2 separate regions of the Zea mays genome follow, and region 2 is linked to region 1. A link is a contact called in public Hi-C data. All regions are on one chromosome and are shown on one strand. The core of a region is the stretch at or near the end of the contact, and the rest is flanking DNA. Distances in the headings are between cores, read along the strand shown. Region 1 holds the start of LOC100285378. Region 2 holds the start of LOC103626439 (pentatricopeptide repeat-containing protein CRP1, chloroplastic-like).

Region 1 (6,127 bases), core at 1,855-4,354:
TTGTATTAAAAATTAGCAGTAACACCCCATGGTTCATTTTGGCTGCACCAACTTGCAAGAGCGTAGAGCTAAATATGTCATGGAAGTTTCGTTTAAGTATGCAAAAGAAGCATACACCTATCACCTATGCAAGCTGCAGATGGAAATATACAGGTGTAACACTTTCATGCCGATAAACTTGTACCAAAGGGCAGATCCAGTGCCGGAGGCTTCCAAATGAGATAAACTTTTTTTTTCCCGTAAATGCGAGGAGGCCCCTTCGAACCCGCCAATAAAATTGTACTAAGATTAGCAAATGTCACCGCCACAAATTAGCAGCACAAAGTTGATAAGGATAAGGACTAAATGTATCGTTGAAGACAGATTAAGAATGCAAGTTTGAAACTTGAAATATCTAAATGCAGTACCTTTCATGCTCCAATAAAATTCGCGAGGCCATGACCTAACAGAGCTTACCAGGACAAGACAATGGGCGGAGGAACCCAAAGCAAGTTGGGGCTTCTAGTTTTGTTGCTCCTCACTGCATATGGAAAAAGAGTATGTAGCAGCTAATGTTCAAAGCAAAAAAGAAAAGAAAAAAAAAGCAAACAAATATATGCAGGGAACTGCGCCACCAAAAACTGTCCCGTCCCTGTGGGAGAACATTTTTTTCAAGGATTCCTGGAACTTTGATTTTGATTTGGAAAGGGCACTTCAAGGTCTTTTTTTGTTTTGGAACATTGCCTCCCATTGGTTGGTTAGAACTCATCATTATAATTTATTTGAGGTTCCATCATCCTTCGTGGCCCAAGCACTATACAACGTACCTGCATTTATTCATGTCGTTCATTCAATAACCCCAAGAAAAAAAAAGAGTTGTAAACTTGACCAAAGGTCATAAAGCATGAAGTTTTCATCATTCTGCCACAGCATTTTTGTTGCTTAATGATTTTCCTTTTTGAGGGAAAGGCAGATGCTAAATACGAAGCCATGTTAGACAAAGGTGCCACGTGGTATTCAAGAATGCATTGGTGCATCCAACTAGAAAATATCAAAATATTGAATGGTGAGAGAAGTTGTAAATAAGCACTTAAGATCAGAAACATACCTCAAGATATGTGCGGACGCTTGGTTTGAAAGAAGTCGTAGAACTGAAGCATCAATTGTAATAGTAGTAGTACTTCCTCATCAAACTGTTAAAAATGATATTACATGGTACACAATATAGGTTCCTTGATCTTATTTACTGTAAGAACATCAGTGCAGAAATGCATCATAATGTTGTCTTCAATACATCAAGTCACAAATTTATCATTAATACATGACAATGGTTACATATGCACTAAGATTATGTGTTTCAGTTCATTCACAAAATAGCTGTAGCACAAGAAATAAACCTCATGTGATACATCAGACAAGGAACCTCCATTCATCAAATGTAGTATCCATATGGCTGCCATATTGACAAGGTTTAACTGGCGCACATGCTCAAATAACAATAACAGCCTACCAAAGAGGGGTGTTGTATGGACATCTCCATATCACCAAATATGGGGATGAGAAAAAGGGAAATATATGGTTGTTTGCTTCAAATATGTTCATAAAACAGATCAGAAGACATCAATATGTGCAGTTCTTTCCAATCAACCAGTCTTTTTTTCCTTTATGTAGTGAAGGTCTCTTCAAAAACACCCATACTTAAAACAAAACTGAAAATAAGCTTACTCAAAGAGAATATCAGTTATTGATTGCATTACATCGAGCTACACATACAGGATGATACTCAATGTAGTGTGGTTGTGCCTAACTGAAACTCCCTAGCCATACATGAACATGAGTACATGGGAAATCGGTACCTCCCCACTGCCTAATTATTTACTACACGAACAGAACCGGAGGCAGGCGTTGCACAGCAACAGAACAGACATATCACTTACATACAAACACTCTCATCTCAGGCCTGGCTGCCTCCCTTGGTGGTATGGAGCTTGGAAAGCAGGTAGAGGCAAACTGAAGACAGGAAAATCGATCCAGCAAAGCACAAGAGGTCAGCACAGGATGTGATGGTCACCCTCTTGCTCTTCTCGAAGATGCCAACCAGCAGAACCATGACAATGACATGGCCCAGCTTTGTCTTGAGATCATTCACCGACTTGATTTCAACCCACTTGGGCCGTTCCTGCAGACAGAGTCAGAGATGTCAAGAAACCGCGATCCTTTGCTGCCTCAGGAGTATCACTGACTGATTGGGATGTGCATGTGAACCAACCGGAAGGCTGAACAGGCCGAAGAGGTTGGACCCGTAAAAGGAGTCCATGTTACTGATGAAGAGCTCGTACAAGCCCGTCCCCAAGACAAACGTGACCGTTGCAATGAGAAACATCTCTGGAGGTGAAACAGGCCATGCACAGCAGAAAGCCATCAGGCGCATTGCCATTGTTAAGACAGGTTTGAGCATGCAGAGATGATATCGCAGTCAATTGTACATCGTGGCATAGATTTAAAGATTACAGCGGTTAGCAGCGGCATGACAGTGATTATTTGAGGAATGGAACAAGCGTCAGGTGAGCGGATTTGGTTACCAATGGCTTCCACCAGCAGGAGGATGACCTTCCCTGCGCCGTGCCGGTAGTACTCGACGAAGGCATCCATCACGAAAACGCATCCCTGCAGGATCCAAAGCTCCAGTTCACAAATTAGTGGGGAGTGGGGGGGAGCCGGAATGATCCGCGAATCAGTCAATGAAGCGAGCGAGCACCTTGAGGAAGCATGGGACAGAGCCGAGGAGCAAGCCACAAATGCCGAAGAAGGTCATGAAGCGGCAGGCGTAGATGACCTTCTCGATCCGCGCCTCCAGCTCAGACCCGTACCCCGTCCCGGGCAGCTCCACCGGGCGGTACAGCACCTCGCGGCGGCGGTCCTCCGACTGTACCGCTCCCGCCGCCGCCGCCGAGTGCGAGCACTTGGGCGACACCCCTGCTGCCCTCCCTCCCCCGCGCGGCCTCGGAGTCGGCCTCCATGCCCAGCCGACGCACCCTACCGCCGCCGGGACGCAACCGCAACCGCAACCGAGAGGCCTGGGCTTCATTGCCGTGTCTAGATTCTAGAACGGACTCGAACCGTCTTCTCCCGACCCCGCTCGCGGCCGGGGCGGTTAAGTAGGCGGCGCCCGCCCGGCGACGGAGTCCGGAGAGCGCGACAAGTGGAGCGCCACGTTCGGTGCACCGTGCGGTCGGGCGCGAACACCGACGGCGACGGGTCTCGTCGTCGTCCTCGTTCGTCGCGGCCTTGCGGGGCAGGCAGCGAGTCCACGTCGGCGGAGGCGAGGGGCACCCGTTCCCGTTCATCTCATCAGCCCCCGGTCCGGTTGTGAGTGGTGGATGGCGACGGAGATAATTCCGTCTTCTTTGGCCTGGTCGAAGCATGATTGAGGGTGATCTGGGCTCCCGCCGGCCAGCCATTCCTCCCGCGAATTCCTGCCGCCACACACCCGCGCCGGAACACGACGGCTCGTCCCGTCGTCCGCTCGTGTCGTGTCTGTGTGAGTGTTTCCGATTGGTTGGTTGGTTGGTTGACCGTTCAGGATTCAGGAGTCCACTCGCTCGAGTTGCTGGGTTGTCAATATTGGGCTTTATGGATCGGCCCATGGCATTCGATATGTTGTCCATAAAAGGCCGGCCCCACGCCAACTACGTGAAGCCCAAGCTAATTTCCCCGCGTCAAGAAAACATGATCCTCTCGGGAAGTCGGGATTTGATAAATCAGCAATGCTCAAGAAATTTGTTATACATCTTCTTTCATCACAATTCACAAGTCGATGGCACCGAAGTGAACTAATTCAACAATTGTTGTTGTTGTTAGTGTTCCTGCACAGTAGGAGTATCTGTCGATCTATGCACTGTACCGTACCAGTATTATTATTATTTTTGGTCTGTACAAGAATGGCGCATGTGTCAAATTGTGTTGCTGAGCCTGAGGGAATGAACAAATGAATGACAGAACAAACGCGTAGCTGCAGAGGAGACTGCAGGCAGAGACAGAGCAGGTGAACAATGGGTGACGCCTGCCTGGCTGCCAGGAGGACGCTACGGCGACCTGGAGCGGCAGTCGATGGGCATGGCGGTGCCATTGCCGGGGTAGAAGAAGAGGAAGCGGCAGGAGATGCGCGTCCAGAACTGGAGCGAGGCGAAGATGCCGACCTTCCAGGTGGTGCGCGCCTTGCCGAAGAGGTCGAGCGGGACGACGCCCGCCCGGAGCGCGCCGGCCATGTACTCCATCCCCTCGGGGCTGAGCTGGCGCCCCGCCGACACGACCTGGTAGCGGAGCGGGAAGGAGCTGCGGCGCGGCACAGCGAAGGTGCCCGCGCGGAGCAGCGCCACCTCGGCGCCGCGGAAGCCCACGGCGAGGTTGACGCGGGAGAAGGTGGCGTCGGTGCGCGAGTTGGAGTTCTCCGCCAGCACCGTCAGCGCCAGCTGCAGGTCGCGGATGGTGCCCGACTGGTCGTACGCCAGCGTCTCCAGCCGCGCGGACGAGACCAGCAGGTACGGCGTCGTGGGCTTGTACAGCAGGTACACGGCGAACACGGTGGCGCCCGTCACGATCACGCCGATGGTCAGCACCGTGCACAGGATCACCAGAAGCCACACCAGGCCGGAGCTCCAGCTCCGCTCCTCCTGCCGGATCCGCTGCACGCCGTGCCGCCTCTTGTACCCGTGGCCGTGCTGCGCCACCTCGCCGCCTGTCGGAGAGGCAGCGGCATGAGGGGCGCCGTGGGCTGGCTCTGCGCTCCCGTCCATTGCTGCTCGCTCCGGCGCCGCCGTGCCGGCGATGCCCGGGTGGAACTGGAAGGGATTAATACTGGAGTGGCATGGGTGCAAAGCAGAGAGGGAAGTATGGTAAGGTTGGGGGAGGCAAGGGTTTGGTATCTCGCTCCATTCATTCCTTGCTCTCTTCCCCAGCTTCCTTTTCCCGGAGCTAATCCTAATCCGCAAGCTCAAGGTGCCTCCTTGCTCGCCTCGCTTGCTTGCTTTAGAGCTTCAGACTTCAGTCTTGCGCTACCTGGAATTATAAACAAAAAAATATCTGGGCCCCCTGCGGGCTTTCTGCATGTCCGTTGTCCGGGTTGCAGGAACGATCGACCGACGACAACATCGTCAGCCATGGGCTTTCTCAGGTTCCCGCATCTGGGCCCATCAGCTGGTCACTGACAGTCTTCACATCTCAAAACACTAGTTTCCCTGTGCTCAGCTACTGGAAAAGCTAGCTGTCAGTTGCGTTCTGGATATCTCTATTGGCTTCTCGATCTCCATCGTTTCTGCTAATGCAGGTGATGCTAGCTAACAACTGGGCAAACAAAAGAGCATGTGATCCTAGAAATTACATTAATACTGAACCACAAGAGCTCTGTTGGCACCAATCCGGATGTCAAACACGGGAACGTACCGTCTCGTGGGGCTCTCTGCGAAGGCACGATGGTCCGCTGGCACAGAGTCGGACGGTCCACGATCTGGCGCAAGAGCGGCTCCTTCTCTGCACACTTACGGACGGTCCGCGTCTGGGGCCAACCGATCCACGATAACGTAGAGGATCTTTTTCTCCTTGAAGAACTCTAGAACTTGCCCCGGGAGAGTTCCAAGGGTTGCTCCGGGTCGGCAGGCCGCCCGGTGCTCCTCTAATCGGCGTAGAGCCGAGTAGAGATTGTTGTGGAAGACTAAACTAGATCTAATCCTAAGGCTAAATTACTCCTACTCCCATGAATTGAAAGAACGAAAAGATAAAACTGATAAATAGATTTAATTTGATCGATTATGGGGTTCAATCGGCCGTAGCCCTTCATCCATATAAAAAGGAGATCTGAATCCGCTACAAGTCGTTTCCTGAGCTAATCCCGCGGTTTTAGCCAACAAATCCTGCGAGAAACTCGGAACCCTAACTGATTCTGCGCACGCGTGGACCGTTCGTGCCACCATCGTAGAGCGTCCGAACCGCGGACCATCCGGCCTCGGGGCTGGACCGTCCGCGAGGACGTTTTGCGCCAAAAAGTGTGTTCAACAAGCCCTTGCCAAGCAAGGTTTGTAGTTGTATTGTGTCTCTAGCTGTAGTGCTCCCTTATTGTTATCTCTACTAACTATTAAGGGGGCAGTGTAGA
Region 2 (6,127 bases), core at 2,665-5,164, 170 kb after region 1:
CCCAAAGACTAGGATGTACACCAATTAAATGCAACTTCATCTTATCGGCCCACTCGTCATAGTTCAACTCACTAAGAGTTGGTAACTTTCCAAGTGGAGCGGAAGAGAAGTCGGGAATAAAATTTCTAGAATAATCAAATTGAACTTTATTGAACTCGTTACCTTTACTTTTGGTGGATGATCCTTCGGTGGTGAGACTTACCTTGCTCATCACCCTTGACACCAAAAGTTCTACCAAATCATCATTGTATTCAAATTTTCCCATTCCTTTGTCTTATTCGCCCTTTCTTCTTGATTCTTCTTCTTCGACCCTTTTCTTAGCATATTCCTCTTTCATTTTGAGGAACATCTTCTCGGCAATCTTCATGGCGAGGTCGAGGATCTTGGGGTCCACTTCCTCACCGGAAGATGTGATGGGGATTCCCTTGAGGAGAGGATCCACATGGTCCCTTTAAGTAGACATGATCATTTCCTCACGCGGTTAAGTGTAAAACGAGGTACGAAGCTCTAATACCAATTGAAAGTAGCCTAGAGGGGGGGTGAATAGGCTAATCTGAAAATTTTCACAACAAACTTCGAAAGATTGTTAAATACACAGTTCAACTTGTGTAAGTCGGTTCAACAGCTACATGCGCAAGTTGAACCACTCTAAACCAATCCAACTGTTTTATAAACTTTAGACTATAATCTACTCGAAAATGTATTTCGCGAGTCCTTTTGAGAAGTGAAGTATAACTAAGTTAGAATGTGAAGATGAATATATAAAGGCTATTTCACTTCTAGATCCACTCTACGGGAAAATCTATATGTCAATCTTGCAAGTAAAAATATCTTAAGTTAAAGACAAGCAAGAACATAAGACACAAGATCTAACCTGAGGTTCGGCCACACCACAAAGGTGTCCTACTCCCCATTGAGGAGCCCACAAAGGGCCGGGTCTTTTTCAACCCTAATCCTCCAAAAGCCGACCACAAAGGTCAATACAATATCTTCTTATCTTAGCTCAAAGAGCGGGTGATACAAACTTCTTGAGATCGTCCACAAATTTGGAGACTCCCAAGCAACCTCAAACGGTCTTGAAACTTAAGGTTTCAAGAACACCAAGAACGCACAAGAGGTGTTTGCACAAGCTCAATATTTCAAAAGAGATGGGAGAGGAAAACCAAATCGTGCGCACAAGCACAAACCTCACACCCAAGAGCTCCTCCAACAAGGTTGAATCTTGAGGAAGATTTAAGTGTGAGAGAGAAAGAGAAGATGAGTGCTTTGTCTCAAGTTAGGTGAGCAATAAATGTGTAAGTGTACAACAGCATTGAAGAAGGGGGTGGAGGGTTCTATTTATAGCCACGGCTCAAAAACTAGCCATTTGACCTGGAACCCCGCTGAAAACCGGTTGAACCGCCCCCTGGCAGGTCAGCAGACTGTCTACAAGTCTGACTGCCAGACTGACTAGCAGACTGACCTGCAGACTAGTCAGGCTGACAAGACCGATTGAACTGCCCCCTGACAACTCTGGTGACCTAACTGCCAGTCTGACTGGCAGACTGCAGGTCAGAAGTTAGAGGGGTCAGAGACCAGTTGAACTGCCCCTCAGGACCAGTTCAACTGGTCTAGACCAGAGAGTTTAGGAGAGAAAACCCCAACTCAACTGCCCGGAGACAAGTTCAACTGGTGTATGATCAAAGAGATCCACAGCTGAAGTTGAAGTTCAGCTGGAGTTGAGAAAGCTCAACTCAGCTGAAGTCCAGCTCAGCTGAAAAAGCTCAGCTACAGCTGAAGAAGCTCAACTCAGCTGAAGTTAAGTTCAGTTGTTTTTCAACAAGAACACTCTAGGTTTCTCAAACCTAACCACAGTCAACCATAGAATGTTAAAGTGATTTTTGACTTTCAAAAATAGCTTTTGAATTTGGGGACTCGAGCTATAGCAAACACCATTACCTGTGTGAAAAAGAATAAGAAAGAATTACATCATGCAACTCAAGATTTACATAAAATTTTATACGTCCGTTGCATGAAGTCCTTGATGCTTCCTTAAGTTCATGTTTTTTCTAATCATACACTAGGAACAAAAACCGTTAGTACCCTTATTTGTTTTGTCATTAAATCACCAAAACCCTCATTTGGGGTTGATTGCACTTACATGGCCCAACGTTGAAGTGCTAGGTAGCATCGCCCCAACATCAAGTGTATGTGGCTACTTTCTCAACCTTCACAAAACCCAGTCCTGGTATGCATGGTAGCTGGTAGATTCACATACAAGATTGAGAAGCTATCAAACAAAGAATCTGTGAACTATTTTATGTCCTAGCTCAGGAAGATGCTACTGGAGGCAATTAAACTGGTAAATCGAGCACAGAAAACACATATTTTGGCTCATCTGCTTATGTTCAGATCATAGTATAAAAATCCATGAATTGCAAGTTCTTGCAGGTGTAATGGAAGTGTCATCTAAAACAAATTCATCTACTAAATCTGGATATTTTAAGTCAATACTTGTAGTAGTATTCATCTACTTATGTGCATATCATAGTATCAAAATCCATGCATTGCAGATTGTGACTTGTAGGCGCAATGGGAGTGTCATCTGGAAGTTCTTTTTTCTCATATTTGGGTCTGATAAAATCATCTGAATATTGTCAGGAAATACTTAGACTATATTTTTTTTGCATTGATTCTTCCCTCAAGCTGGCTAATTCTATTGGTTCTGCTATTTGCTATAAGCCCTGGCTTAACAGCAACTGGTTCCATTGATCATATGAATTAGTGAAAACATCCGTTATAATCCTGGAACAAATTCTTGAAGCCTATTCTTGGACAACGAATGAATGAAGTAGATGACTCAGTGTTCTACTTAATTAATTGCTTGCCCGGTGGTTATTATTTCTTCCAGTATGTCTCATTCTGGTGTGTAAGGTGAGATGCAGCACTGCAACTCCTCCCACCTCTGTGCAAGTGTAAACATAAGATGACATCTGCGCTTTTAGCTTGAAACTAGACGATAAGTTGAATTGTACGTACAATCTTGTGCTTCATGTGCCTATTTCTTATTCTCAAAATTACTTTACATTACCTTATTTACATATTTCTTGTATTTACGTGTTTTAATTTTTCAGTAGGTTCTACTTCTGCACTTGGAACTATCAACAAAGAGTCAAAGAGTAAAGATGTTATTCCATGATGGCGTGTTTCATACATTATTTATCTTTATGTTATGTTTTGTTGTAGATTTTTAATTGTCATTTTCTATTTTAGTATTGTATTGTATGGCTGTTTCCTTGAAACCACATTCACACTCATCTCTATAGCAATGAACAGACACTTTGTTATATCTTTTAAGTATGTAAACATCCAATATGAGTGATGCTAGCAAGAATATAGAATAACAATTAGTGTTTTTATATATATATGGATTTTATCATATTGATTCCGTAGCAACGCACGGACATATACCTAGTTTTAGATTGAAAAACACAAACCTATCTCTTGGATCCTCTGATGCTATACATTTTACCTCCACGTAATTAGTACGATCCATGTTGTCTCCTTTTTTAGTATCTGGCCTCACATATCTTGCAGCTTGCCAAGTTAAGGATGACACGTCATCAAGCCAATGAATCCAGGATCACAAAAACAAACTAGATAATCATCTGTAGACAAATGCCATTAATCAGAGGTAGCCCAATACAACAAATCCATATCATTTGGCCTTAAAAAAATCAGATCAATACCTGATCTTGAAAGTATGTTTATATTTCAGGGCTTGTTTGGCTAAGGCGGATTGAGAGGGATGCCCCTTCTGTACAAATTTAAATAGGAGGAGAAAAATCTCCTCCAATCCTTCTTAAACTCCTCCAAACCGAACAAGTCCTCAACGAGAATGTTTTTACCTTAAAAAAAAAAGCAACACCTGAACTTGAAAGTATGTTCCCATTTCGACGAGAATGTTCTTTACATCACCAAAACTTATCCAAGCTCTCGCTAGCCACGGCCAGTCAACCACCGCGAGCTCCATCTCCATGGACGCCTGCTCTCTCGTCCACTGCCATCTGCCACGGCCACTGCAGCTCCCGCTCCTTGCGCCTCCAACTCCCAGCCGGCACCGGCCCCGCGTCGCCAGCGCCTTGGTCTGCTGCTGCTGCCCCGCCGCCGCGGCAGACCACCACCAGGAACGGCCCTGGGAGTGGTACGACCGCGCCATCCAGTCCCACGCGGGGTCCGACCTGGCGCGCTCCCTAGGACTTCTCGCCGACATGCAAGCGTCCGGGGGGCGCCCTAGCGGCAGCGCGTACGCGCGCCTCATCCGCGCGCTGTCCCGCGCAGGGCGCGCGCTGGAGGCCGAGGCGCTCCTCCTCGAGATGCGCCGCCTCGGCCCGCGCCCGGAAGCCGCGCACTACAACGCGCTCCTTGAGGGCCTGCTCGCCGCCGCGCACCTCCGCCTCGCCGACCTCCTCCTCCTCCAGATGGCCGACGACGGCGTCGCGAGGAACCGGCGCACCTACACGCTCTTGCTAGGCGCGTACGCGCGCGCCGGCCGGCTCGAGGACTCGTGGTGGGTGCTCGGTGAGATGAGGCGCTGGGGCATTCGCCTCGACACCGCCGGGTATAGCATGCTCGTGCGGCTGTACCGGGACAATGGCATGTGGAAGAAGGCCACCGACCTCGTCATGGAGATGCAGGAGGTTGGGGTGGAACTGGATGTTAAGATCTACAGCGGCCTGATCGATACGTTCGGCAAGTATGGACAGCTAGCGGACGCACGCAGGATGTTTGATAAAATGCGCGCCGAAGGCGTCAGGCCAGACATATCGACTTGGAATGCTTTGATTCAATGGCATTGTCGGGTTGGGAACATGAAACGCGCTCTGCGGTTCTTCACATCCATGCAGGAGGAAGGGATGTACCCGGACCCAAAGATATTTGTTATGATCATCAGCCGGTTGGGGGAACAAGGGAAGTGGGATGAGATTAAGAAGTTGTTTGATGGCATGAACAATCGAGGTTTCAAGGAGAGTGGCGCAGTGTACGCAATATTGGTTGACATTTACGGGCAGTATGGCCATTTTCGTGATGCACAGGACTGTATAGCTGCTCTTAGAGCTGAGAATACACAGCTTTTGCCTCGTGTATTTTGTGTCATTGCAAACGCTTATGCTCAACAGGTCAGTCTAACGGCTAAACTTGGGTTAAATCAATTTTGCCTCGTGTCATGATAGTTTTCCCCCACCATATTTTAAACTGAATATAGTTGCAAATGCCTTTGATTACATCCTAATGTTGTATGTAAGCATGTTGCACTAATGCTGTAAACTCTGGATAAGGATTCACAGTTTGTTATTTGAGAGAATAAGTTAAACCATTTCTGGCTTTGGAAATATTTTTCTTCTGTTCTTTTTAGAATATAAGATAGACATCTTGTAGGTTTGCAAACATGATGTTCTGGACACTGGATCCATCGACATCGTAAATAATTTAGCTGGGTCGCGGACATCTCTGTTTATCTGATCAGTACTCAGTATAACACCTGATGTTAATAAATCTTGTCGAAGTTGATGACAAGCAGTGCTGCATGTATCTAGACAGAAGTTATATGACACTGCGACTGAGCTGATGTACTTTTTCTCATCTGTTTCAGTACTGTACTTGGACCAGGATTTTTTTACGATATAGTGCATTTGAGAAACAGCATTCAGGTTTTTGTTTAGTACAATTAATAAGCTTGCCCCAATGCAGCAGGTCAATGCCATACAACCTCCAACTATTTTTCTGTATTTGCCTTTTCCTTAGGGGAGAGGGTTAGTTTGTCAGTAGAATGTCGATATCTGCCTGTCCTTATGCACATGTTTCAATCCATGCGAATCATGTTGACTGCTCACTCAAGGAGTCAAGGTGTTCCCTTTCTCTTTCAGGGACTGTGTGAACAAACTGTAAATGTACTTCAGTTGATGGAGGAAGAAGGATTTGAGCCAAACCTTGTTATGCTGAATTCGTTAATCAATGCTTTTGGCACTGCTGGAAGGCATTTGGAGGCACTAGCTGTATTTCAGCATATCAAGGATAGTGTATGTACCACATCTAGAAACGAGATGAAAATTGTTTTTAAAAATCTTGTTTTGAAGTTTTGCTTTCT

The links. A called contact is a pair of places that touch in the nucleus more often than the background predicts.
Region 2: a contact with region 1 is called in a Hi-C map of bundle sheath, with 3 times the contacts expected there. The contact joins the promoter of LOC103626439 here to the promoter of LOC100285378 in region 1. A contact is called at or near these places in 5 of 25 Hi-C or Micro-C datasets (bundle sheath, ear and leaf).

What each region holds. Positions count from the first base shown.
Region 1 is chr5:61,271,392-61,277,518 of Zm-B73-REFERENCE-NAM-5.0, forward strand. LOC100285378 reads right to left here and starts at 3,105. Exons shown (of 4, transcript NM_001158271.1): 1 at 2,738-3,105; 2 at 2,562-2,646; 3 at 2,249-2,364; 4 at 1,696-2,158. The coding sequence starts at 3,067. The coding sequence ends at 1,934. It overlaps LOC103626434 (late embryogenesis abundant protein), which reads right to left and starts at 5,023. Exons shown (of 1, transcript XM_008646842.3): 1 at 3,739-5,023. The coding sequence starts at 4,775. The coding sequence ends at 4,065.
Region 2 is chr5:61,442,371-61,448,497 of Zm-B73-REFERENCE-NAM-5.0, forward strand. LOC103626439 (pentatricopeptide repeat-containing protein CRP1, chloroplastic-like) reads left to right here and starts at 3,915. Exons shown (of 7, transcript XM_008646845.3): 1 at 3,915-5,159; 2 at 5,907-6,059. The coding sequence starts at 3,942.